2 separate regions of the Drosophila melanogaster genome follow, and region 2 is linked to region 1. The links are chromatin contacts, called in public Hi-C maps. All regions are on one chromosome and are shown on one strand. The core of a region is the stretch at or near the end of the contact, and the rest is flanking DNA. Distances in the headings are between cores, read along the strand shown.

Region 1 (4,919 bases), core at 718-3,217:
TATGAAAATTTTGAAATTCCAGCTTATGCATAGAACCAATTTCGAATTAAAGCATTTTTTGTTATAAATGCTGAAAGGGAAGATCTTAAAATTACATAGAATCTCAATTAGTGGATCATCCCTATCTCCTCCTCGCTTTCTTTATGAACACTTATGTATAACTTGACCCAGATACTCTGGTCACCCCCAAGCAGCTGTTCTTGTTTACTTAACTGCATGTTTCTCTTGCGGCTATTGATATTTATATTAATTTCAATATTAGACTCATTAACATGACTCAAGTGCCATAGCTAAAAGCCCCGGGATGCCAGGCTGCAGGGTGTACGAAGTGGAGTAAGGAGTGGGAGCATTCGTCTATAAATAGGAAGACCATGGTTAGCGCGATATCAGGGTCCAAGTATCGAGAACTATTAGCCAGGGCCAGAATAATTTTCCGAGAATTGAATCAGAAATGCAGAAATAATCTCGGGCAGACAGAAGAAGTTGTAGAGCCGGAGGGGAGGGATGAGCAGCCAAAGTTCTGCGTAATCTACATCAGCGCGGAACAGAGGAGGCGATATGAGAGTACCCCAAGAATATGACAATTGGCGTTCCAGCTCCACATACAAGCGCTTTCGGCATAAATTGAAATCGAAATTGAAAGGAACTCGCAACCAATTTGACGCTGGGCAAGGGCAAAGACCGAAATATGCAGGCGAAATGCGGGGGGCGTGGGTGGTGGCAATTTGAATACAAATTAAAGTAAAAAATAGAAGGCAAAGTCAAGGGGTTTATCCAACGGAAACTGAAGCCCACAAATGAGTGCATCCAGAGATAAGGCGGGTTCAGTCAACACTCCGATGAATGGGATGTATTTTTTGAAAGTCACAATCTCGGTGAAGCGTTTGCCTTGTGAAAAATATTTAATTACAAAGATCACAGATGCTTGTGCGGGGGAAGCTGTGGGGATCGGACAGAACATTGACTTCCTGTAATGCTAGATACAGTGTATTGTCGTTTGTACTTCACCTACTTAGCGAAAAGTTAAAAGTAACTGATATCTATGCGTAAGCTCAAAACTCAAACAAGTATCGATTACACAATGAAAGAAAGCAGGGGAACTTGCTTGTAGTGCGGTAGTGTAGTGCCTTAAATTTAACTCAGCTTCTCGTAGATGTCATACTGAGAACATTTCCTTTTCCTTTTCAGGTACGTACCATATAAACCATATACAATACTTTAAATTGACTGTGCGAAATAGTAAGCTACAAGACTTTAAGCTGAGTTTTCCAAGTAAAAGTCAAACTATAAAATGCATTGAAAACACACCGGGAAAAACAAACACGTCCAAAAAGAAAGACAAACCGAAGCTGGGAGCAAAATGGAAACTCTGTGAAGGTCACCTGAAGGAGGAGGCTGAGTGTGAAATGGGGGGAAAGGTTGAAGGCACCCTTCACCAAGCGATCCAGGTGTAGCAGAAATAAACGTAACGTGTGGGATTTATATTTGTGGCAACAAATTTATTTAGCATTCCCCTCCCCTCTCAAGAGTTGCAAACAGAAAAACTGTACATTTTGGGGTGGCATATAAAAAATAAGAGTACAACGAGAAAAGGAAGCCGTGCACACTCAAAAATTGATTTTCGCTCAATGATACATATCCCGCCACGGATACGTGGGATACGTGAGGTCGTGTATACTGGGGAAAAGAGATGTTTGCACATTTTCCCAAAACACGCTTTTTAAATTGTCCGGCCAACATATTTGAACTGCGGTTTAATTAGTTAGTTGGCCAACAAACAAGCCGGCGCACAAACAGTTAGTGGAATCGCAAATATTCACATTATTTCTATTTTTCCGAATTACTGAAAATGTTTTCGGTTTCCCATTGTTGTTGATTGACTCACATCCGTTCTTTGTACGGAGCTCACACACAGAGATGACTGATTTCAAACAGCTGCGTTCGGCATCCGTATCCGTTTTCGTGCGATTAGAGTGTGGGTGGCACAGCTAATCGAGCTACCAAAAATCCACACTACTGCCTCAGTTATCAGTTTTCGCGTTCGACTAAATCCCCCTCGGAATTGGGAGCAACAACATCTAAGAGTCAAAGCTCGGCGTCGTAGCTCGAATATAGTTAGTATAAGTTGCTGGGATCAAGCGGATCAATGTCAAGCTAATTGGGCCATGGAGAGCATGTAATCAGTAGCCGACTCTCTATTTCATATGCATATTTCACGTTCATACACCCCGAATACTCCGAGCAACCAATAAATAAAACTTCCGCAGGGTAAGGGAGCGATCTGTGCTCTTTCGAAACCAAGCATTTGTTCAGATTATTTGGACGTTCAATTAATAATACAAGTAAATGTGCGCACAGCTTAGCGCAAAACACATTCCCTCTAATGACGCTTCAAGAAACTAGCCCCCGACGACTATGGACGATGACAAGGGTTGTTTGGAGGAGGTCGCGAAGATGGGCCACTTAGCAATGGCAACTAAACTAAAACTGAAAACCAAACAAAACGATAACTAAAACATGCAATTTACAGGCAAGAACCTCGCAGCGCACCAATGCCCTGTCATGAATCGCATTTAAATTCGCTTAAAGAATTCTCTTAAAAGCCATGACCAGGCAGAAAAGTTGGGGAAACGGGGCAGCCACATGTATGTAGGTGTAGTGGCCGCCGTGTTGAAAGCAAGAGATTTACAAGATTTACACACGCACTCACTCACTCACTCGCACTGAGCTGGCCCCATGTTAAATAATAAATAGCCACAGAAAGCCAGGGAGAAGGCCTGACAAAAAGAAACAGCTCATACATATGAAAAATTACGGCGGCATGCCAGAGCGTGACGCGGCATAAAAATCTCAGAAGCGGCAGACAGTAGTTTGGAACTCGGGCTTTGAGCGACGGTCTATCCCTAATAATTGGTTATGCCAGACCTACAATTAAGTCCTTTAAAATGTGGCGCTGTGGAGACATTACCAGCACTAAACTGTACTGCAAGGCGGACCAAAGAAAGCGGACTTGTTGGTAACCAACTGGGACGAGGGCAGTCTTCTGGGAACGCGACTTTCAGGCCAAGTCCGATCAGAAGCATTTGAAGTCCAGGTCCGTATCCAGCGCGGGCAATTTCACGGTTGAGCGGGTCATATGGCGCAGGCGCCGCCGTCGCAGCTCAGTGATAATTGAACCAAATGGGGACAAATGACCCAAAAGGGCTGTAAAATGAATTTCGGGTGACGCTCCGAAGAGGAAGACGTGGTCGAACAGATAATCCAGGACGGTGAACGGAAGCCGGGGAACGTAAAACGTTTTCCGGTTACTTACGAAAATTATAGGTTACATAAAAAGCCAGCACAACTGAAGACGCCTCCAGGAAAACCCTATACGGTAAGGGCGGAGATGAAGGCGGGTAGGGGCAGACAGTTCGTCAACTATCCCTCGCCTGGATATTTATTTATTTATTTGTTTGTTCAGTTTGCTGGGTTCCTTTGTGTTGCCCTGCATTGTTGGTTTTGACTATTTTATTAGCCGTAAAGTAGTAAAAGAGGTTTAGGTGCGAGACGCTCCTCGTTTTCGTTTTCGTTGTTGTCGTTGTCGTTGACGTTGCGTGGGGTCAAGTGTTAAGTGAAACCTAGCGCAGCGCGACACTACGTCCAAGGCACTCTTGGGCAAACAATGGTCTACACATTGAGTACGCAGCTTAGCCCAGTTTTTGTGGTCGGAGGCTTAAATATAGCCGCAAAGCCGCGTAGGATCCATGGGTCTGTGGAAACTGCTCCACTTTTATCACACGCAACCATCGACGGCGGGTTTATTGTGGGTGTTGACCGGGATAGATATGTTTTGCCGAGATAATAGCTTACGTAGAGTGGTTCGACAACCCCTTCCGTTTTGTCAGCTAATGAAACGCGACATGCGAGCAACTGATGCGATCTGATTAACCGACTTGCGTTTTTCCAGCCAACGGGAGATGTGACTTGGACAAAGGGGTAGTCTGACTAGAAGCAAGACGACCGGTCGAAGATTGACCCTAGGTTCTGGAGGATATTTTTGGTCAGACTAAATAGTCAGGAAAGTAATACCCCATGAGCAACTGAATCCGGGCAACGACGGGACTAAACACAGCTGTAACCACAGCGAATGCCGTAACGCATTGTCCACGCCATTACCAATGTGGAATATCCTGCGATTCACGGTATGCGATAAACCATATAATACGGCTACACGGCGTATGAATCGACTGCATAATGGGATACTAATAAACCAGTAATACGATAGGGCCGCCGATGTCTATCGGGACTCTACACGTCGTCGACTGCGAGACGGCATTATTTATGCCTAACTAAGCCTGCTGTCGTGGCAGTGGATGATGGTGGTGGGCGGTGGGTTGTGGGCGGTAGGCAGTGGACAGTAAACAGTGGGCGGGGCACAATGTTCCGGATATGCGTGTAATTAGCCACAGTAGTTATGGCAGCCGCAATATAACTGGCCAGTAGATATGTCATGCCAACACCACACCCCTTCCCACCAGATACTCACTCCCGCTCATGTGCGTTTTCTGGGAAGGAGTGTAATTGAATACCTCGCTTGCTTCATCGGTCGCGTCCTCAGTGTTGGCTGCACACATCGTTGAACCCTCCCGCAGCTCCTGGAAATCGGTCAAGCTGTCAATCAGATAGCGGTCCCCATCCTCATCACGTCCACAAGAAAACTTCCTCTGCGGTTTCCCGCTTCCACACGTGCGAAGCGGTGTTTGAGTTTTGAGTTTCCTTGTCATGCATTTTTCATGCTCTTCGATTGCCCGCCACATGAATGGAAAGCGTTATCCTAGCCGCCGACCCGGGGCCTCAAATAAGTACGTGGGTATAAATATATATCTTGCCCTGGCCAGGGAGGGGACATTTATTGTTAACAAATTGTTGCGTGTGTC
Region 2 (4,919 bases), core at 1,156-3,655, 320 kb before region 1:
CGCGTTAGAGAAATTCGCATTGTTTGGGCTGAGTAGCAGCCGAACCATTGATGAATGTTTTCAAAACGTTAGCATTGAATGACAATTTTTCAAGATTTACTGGACTGTAATCAGATAAGGACGAACCCTTTAGGGTCCTCGTAGCGGAGGATGGAGGCACAGCTGGGCGACTTCGACAATGAATTTCCTTACACCGGGGTCCCCCTTGGGCTCTGGGGCGTTATGTCGCTTTGTGTGGCTGTCTAATGGAGCTTAAATGGCCGCTGGCTTGACCCCTGAACTTTTTCTTGGCAGGAATAAAGTTTCACGAGTTCAACAAAGTGAAAACAAATGCATTGTGCGGATTAGGTCGAGGATGGTCCAGGGTAGGGAGCTTAGCACAAAGACATTTACCTTTTACACCTCTTTTTGGTGGCTTCTGGTCTGGTAATTGATAAAAGTTGTTTGGGGCAGATTTGTCCAGAGATTTGTATTATCATTCCGGGCCTATTATACCCGGTAATTGAAATTGAACATTTTATTGAGGGGAATCATCGAGTCGGTTAACGAGGCAGAGGCGCCGAGAACTTTTTTGCATTCCTCATTGTTACTGTCGTTTTATGGCTTCCTCGATAACAGCCACACTGCATCAATATGCCAATCAACAAATGACCAAATAACCAAATCCAAAGCTCGGCAAACTCAAACTCGCATAAATCATACCAAGTGGCACCTTCATTTGGGCAAAAAATAGCTAAAAGCGGTTTAAAATTCGCAAACTGTCATTGTCGGATCACAATGGGCAGGGCACAAGTCACAAACATTTCGTTGCGACTATATTGAATAATAATTTGATGTTGTGGGCCTCCTGTTTCTCTCGAATCCGTACCATTTTAATTCAATTTGGGAATGGTTCAAAAACACGAATCCCGCCGAGTGTCGAAATTCGAGAGCAGCACGTGAATAATATAAAAAAATTTATTGTCATTGATGATGGTTTTGCAGGAAACTGACAATGGGCAAATTCTATGAGCTTCATAAGCACTTTAAACGCTTCTTTCAGTATTGAAAAGAAGTTATAAACAAAAATGTCTTCTTTCAATTAAATAATTACAATGTAATATAGTGCAAGATAATAAATATTCTTAGTATAACTTTAAAGTCGTTTAATAGTTATCAACAGTATTCTTTTAAAACGAAGTAGATAAAAAGGGAATGTTGCAATTTGGATACGACATGAAAACTATAGACGTTGGAAACTTTTTAATTTCAAGTTATGTAGTTATCGCTCTTTCTTCCCGAATTTAACAATTCGGTAATTAAAAAATCATGCGACCCTTTAAACAAAATCATTGGTTTGCTCTTTCTGCGGCAGCTTTATTTGCTTGCTATCTGGATAACACGAAGTGACACTGACAAACATTAAGTAAATACCATTGGGACACGCGACTCAGATGGGTAGCTCATTCCGGGGCAGGGCCGAGCCTAGCGGGGCTTCTAGGCGATTTTGGGCAGCATTGCGAAGATGCCGGGCTTCAGATTATTGACGTCCTGGACGACGAAGTCCCCACCGAAATGGTCGTTCATTATCAGCGTGCGCTTCTTGCTGGCGTCCACGTGCATGGCCTGCCAGATGATCTCGAACTCCAGCTCGGGCAGCATGGCGGTGGTTGGGTCCTCTGGCCACCAGAACTTGTTGATGAAGTAGGAGCCCTGTAATTTGCGTTTTAAATGAATGCGGTGCCAATGGTATCGGCCCTAGAACGTGACCGAGAGTGGGGGAGGGTCAGCTGGAACCCTGACAAGAGTGCTCCACTCACCTTGGCGATTGGGCAGGTTTCGACGATGTTGCCGAACTCGCGGATGAATCCGTGCACGAAGCGCCCCACCGGTGACTTGTTGGCGAAGCCCAGGATGCGGCAGACATTCAGCGTGGTGTTTAGATTAGTGTTGTAGTACGGGTCCTGCTTGTTGGTGATGCGCACCTCGACGTGGATGTCTACGTCGTGCAGCTCCTGGTGCACCTCCATGGAGAAGTTCAGATGCGGGTCGCTGTTGTCGTAGACCACCTTGTGGCTGACGAACTTCTCGTCGCTCCAGAACTTGATGTCCTTGAACTTGGGTCTCATCATTTTCTGGAATAGAAGCCAGCTGAGGGATTAGTTCAGTGGCAAGGCGCTACTCTGCGAACTCTCACCTCGGCCAGGGAGCCATGGCACATGGCCATCAGGACGGGAACCAGGACCGCGGTATACAGCAACATTATGGAACGACTGCAGTAAGCTGTCTTCACTGTCTGGTTTTGTCCGGCGACGGCACTATTTATATGCAAATGGGCTGAGCGATTTTCAGTTCGATCTTATCGGAAATTGACTACGTTTCGAAACAGCTGAATGCTTTTCCAAAGTCCACCCACTTAGTTGACTTAATTCACCACGACAACGTGGCTGGGCCTAATGTTCGGAGCGCTTTGTCGCCCAGTGGGGCCTGACTAATTCTAATTGCATACATATAAAAACTGACTAATTGAATAAGAGCCAGCCTCAATGGATAGTTGGAGCAAGATGCGTAAGGAGGTCATCCGAAGCTGCTGTGCCGTGGCCTTCATTTTGGTGGCTCTCATGCCCTTGACTGGAGCGTGGGTAAGTTGGGGTGGATCGGGCTGGTGCGGGACATGGGCACAGTTCTGATTTATTGCCTTCGCCAGCGCTCTTTCAAGGTCATCCTCACGAGCATTGACTTTGAGGCCAACGACAAGTTCCTGGACCTTAAGGTCGATCTGCAAAACGATTCGGGCGAGTCAAATCTGAGCATCGATATAAAGACGCACCAGGACATAGAGGACGTTCAGCTGGTGGTAGACTTTGGTTTGGAGACGGACAAGGGCAACTACTCTACCCTGATAAACCGTACGCTCAACTTCTGCAAGCTGATGAAGCAGCGCAACTCGGATCCGCTGGTGCGCGCGATCTACGAGGACCTTCTCAAGCACGGCACCCTCTTCAAGGAGTGCCCAATCCGGAGCGGCACCTACAGCCTAACCAACTACAATGTGGACGAGGAGATGCTGCCCAGCTTCCTGCCGGAGGCTAAGTTCCGCTTCGGCATGAAAATTTCGACGGACAAGGGCGGCATGATCGTACGGTCGACCATCTTCGGCCGCATCGACAAGTCCAAAGGCTTCGACAACCTGAAGCGGTTCAGTCTCGGCTAAGATACATATACCTCGCATGTTCCTCATGGTATCTCCTGCCCGCAGGAGATCCAATAAAGTTTTGATGCGCGTCCAACACTGCCTCGTTTTAGTATTCAAACTGCCTTTTGTCGCACCATTGACGTCGTCATTGTCGCCTCGTCTTGTCCTCCCATCTAACCGCCCCAGCAATCCTCCTTAGCCGCTTGTCACGTGTTTGCCTGCTCGACTGCGAAATTCGCATGTTTACCCGACGGTGACAAGCTGTCTGCAGGCAGCCACCAGCAGCGCAATTGATGACGACGATAATGGCGTCGGAGGGGCTGCTGATGAGCAACAGACGACAATGATTTAGGGTGTGTGTGGAGCGCAGAGAAGCTCCATGCAAATGCATATTCCGACGAGATGATTGGGCTGATACCAGTAGGGGCGATAGTCGTAGATAAGGTATTCACATTCACACAGAGAAAGAAATACGGGTCTTTATCTTCCAGCACTAGACTAGACTGGTCTAATAAAATTGGGATAATATTAAAATCATGAATATTCACTTAAAATGGAAACGTGATAATTACATAAATCTTTACACATATACTATTAATTTTAATTTAACTTGCTAATGCATTTAATATAATTGAATCTTATTTATGGCTTACGTTTGTAAAGTGGATTTCCTCAATTGCTGTGATACCGTTTTAACGTTAGGTAAAACTAAATTTTGAGTTGAAAGTCAGTCTGAATCAAGTGTTCTGTTCCTCATTTAGGTATTTTCCCCTGAATGCGGCACAGCCGCATTGTTGGCCCTTGTTTAACTATCTCGAATTACCCAAACAGGCCACGTAAGAAGGCGTACGACTGCAGGGGAAGGAACTTTCCCACAAGTTTGAGCGCGATAATAAAAACTTGCGAATGTTTAACATTTTTCGCGAAGCACAGTCCTAGAAGGGGCATCTCCTGGCATCCCGCATCCCATCCCATCCCTTCGCGCCGAATCTGTAATTAAGGATGCACTGCACATCGCTCGCGACGAGAGTCGTTGACAGCAGCTAAAGTCGCGTTGAGTCCCGTGAGTCACTCGATGAGAGGGAAATAAGCAAAAATTTCTACCCACACCATATATCTAAGCGAGCTCGCATCGAGCTATAAATCTTCAGTAGGAAAGTGCAATAACTTAGAAGAGAGCGGCTCCTTTGAGCTTCCCGTTCAGTACATAATTTCGGGGCGCGAACTTAATTGCGCGACCAGTACACGTCAGAGCGTTACTTTGAATAATGGATACTTTCGGCACTAAGTCCAACAACTCGCAGGTTGGTATGGATCTTCATTGGGCCGTTCGCCTCGCTTTAGGGTCCATAAAAGCGAATCGAGTTGGCAAGCACCGTTTGCCGTCGAAATCTTCCATTTCCCACTTTCCATTCCATTTCCACCTCTTACCCCACTTCCCACCTGGCGACCTTCCGCCAACGGATGACTGCAAATGAAATTTATGCAATTTTCGATTCGGTCAAATTGTCCAAATTAAATTTGTTATATAAAAATGTTAATTTTTTGCTGTCCTGCTCAGTTGAGGTGCTTATTTTCTGCATTTGCTGTGGCTGGTCTTGTGTACGCATTTCAATTATCGACATTTGAGTGACTTTTATTGAATTTATTTGGTTCGCTTCACCTTCGACGCTTGTTCACCAAATGAATTGGAAGCGAGTTCGTGCTTTTTCGGCTTTAAGGTTATCAATTATTATTGTCACAT

What was found. A called contact is a pair of places that touch in the nucleus more often than the background predicts.
Region 2: a Hi-C map of the Kc167 cell line shows a contact between it and region 1, with 1.9 times the contacts expected there. A contact is called at or near these places in 3 of 107 Hi-C or Micro-C datasets (the Kc167 cell line, the OSC cell line and the S2 cell line) and 2 of 7 datasets of targeted methods (both in the Kc167 cell line).

The regions. Positions count from the first base shown.
Region 1 is chr3L:22,363,094-22,368,012 of dm6, reverse strand. All of the region lies in intron 1 of Ten-m (Tenascin major), which reads left to right. The region is part of intron 1 of lncRNA:CR45962 (long non-coding RNA:CR45962); the gene reads left to right. Among named protein-coding and RNA genes, the nearest start is that of lncRNA:CR45965, 4.7 kb to the right of the region's middle.
Region 2 is chr3L:22,684,708-22,689,626 of dm6, reverse strand. It overlaps CG14456, which reads right to left and starts at 2,405. Exons shown (of 3, transcript NM_001144526.2): 1 at 2,177-2,405; 2 at 1,800-2,114; 3 at 1,339-1,737. The coding sequence starts at 2,242. The coding sequence ends at 1,477. CG14455 reads left to right here and starts at 2,540. Exons shown (of 2, transcript NM_141145.3): 1 at 2,540-2,621; 2 at 2,687-3,267. The coding sequence starts at 2,544. The coding sequence ends at 3,193.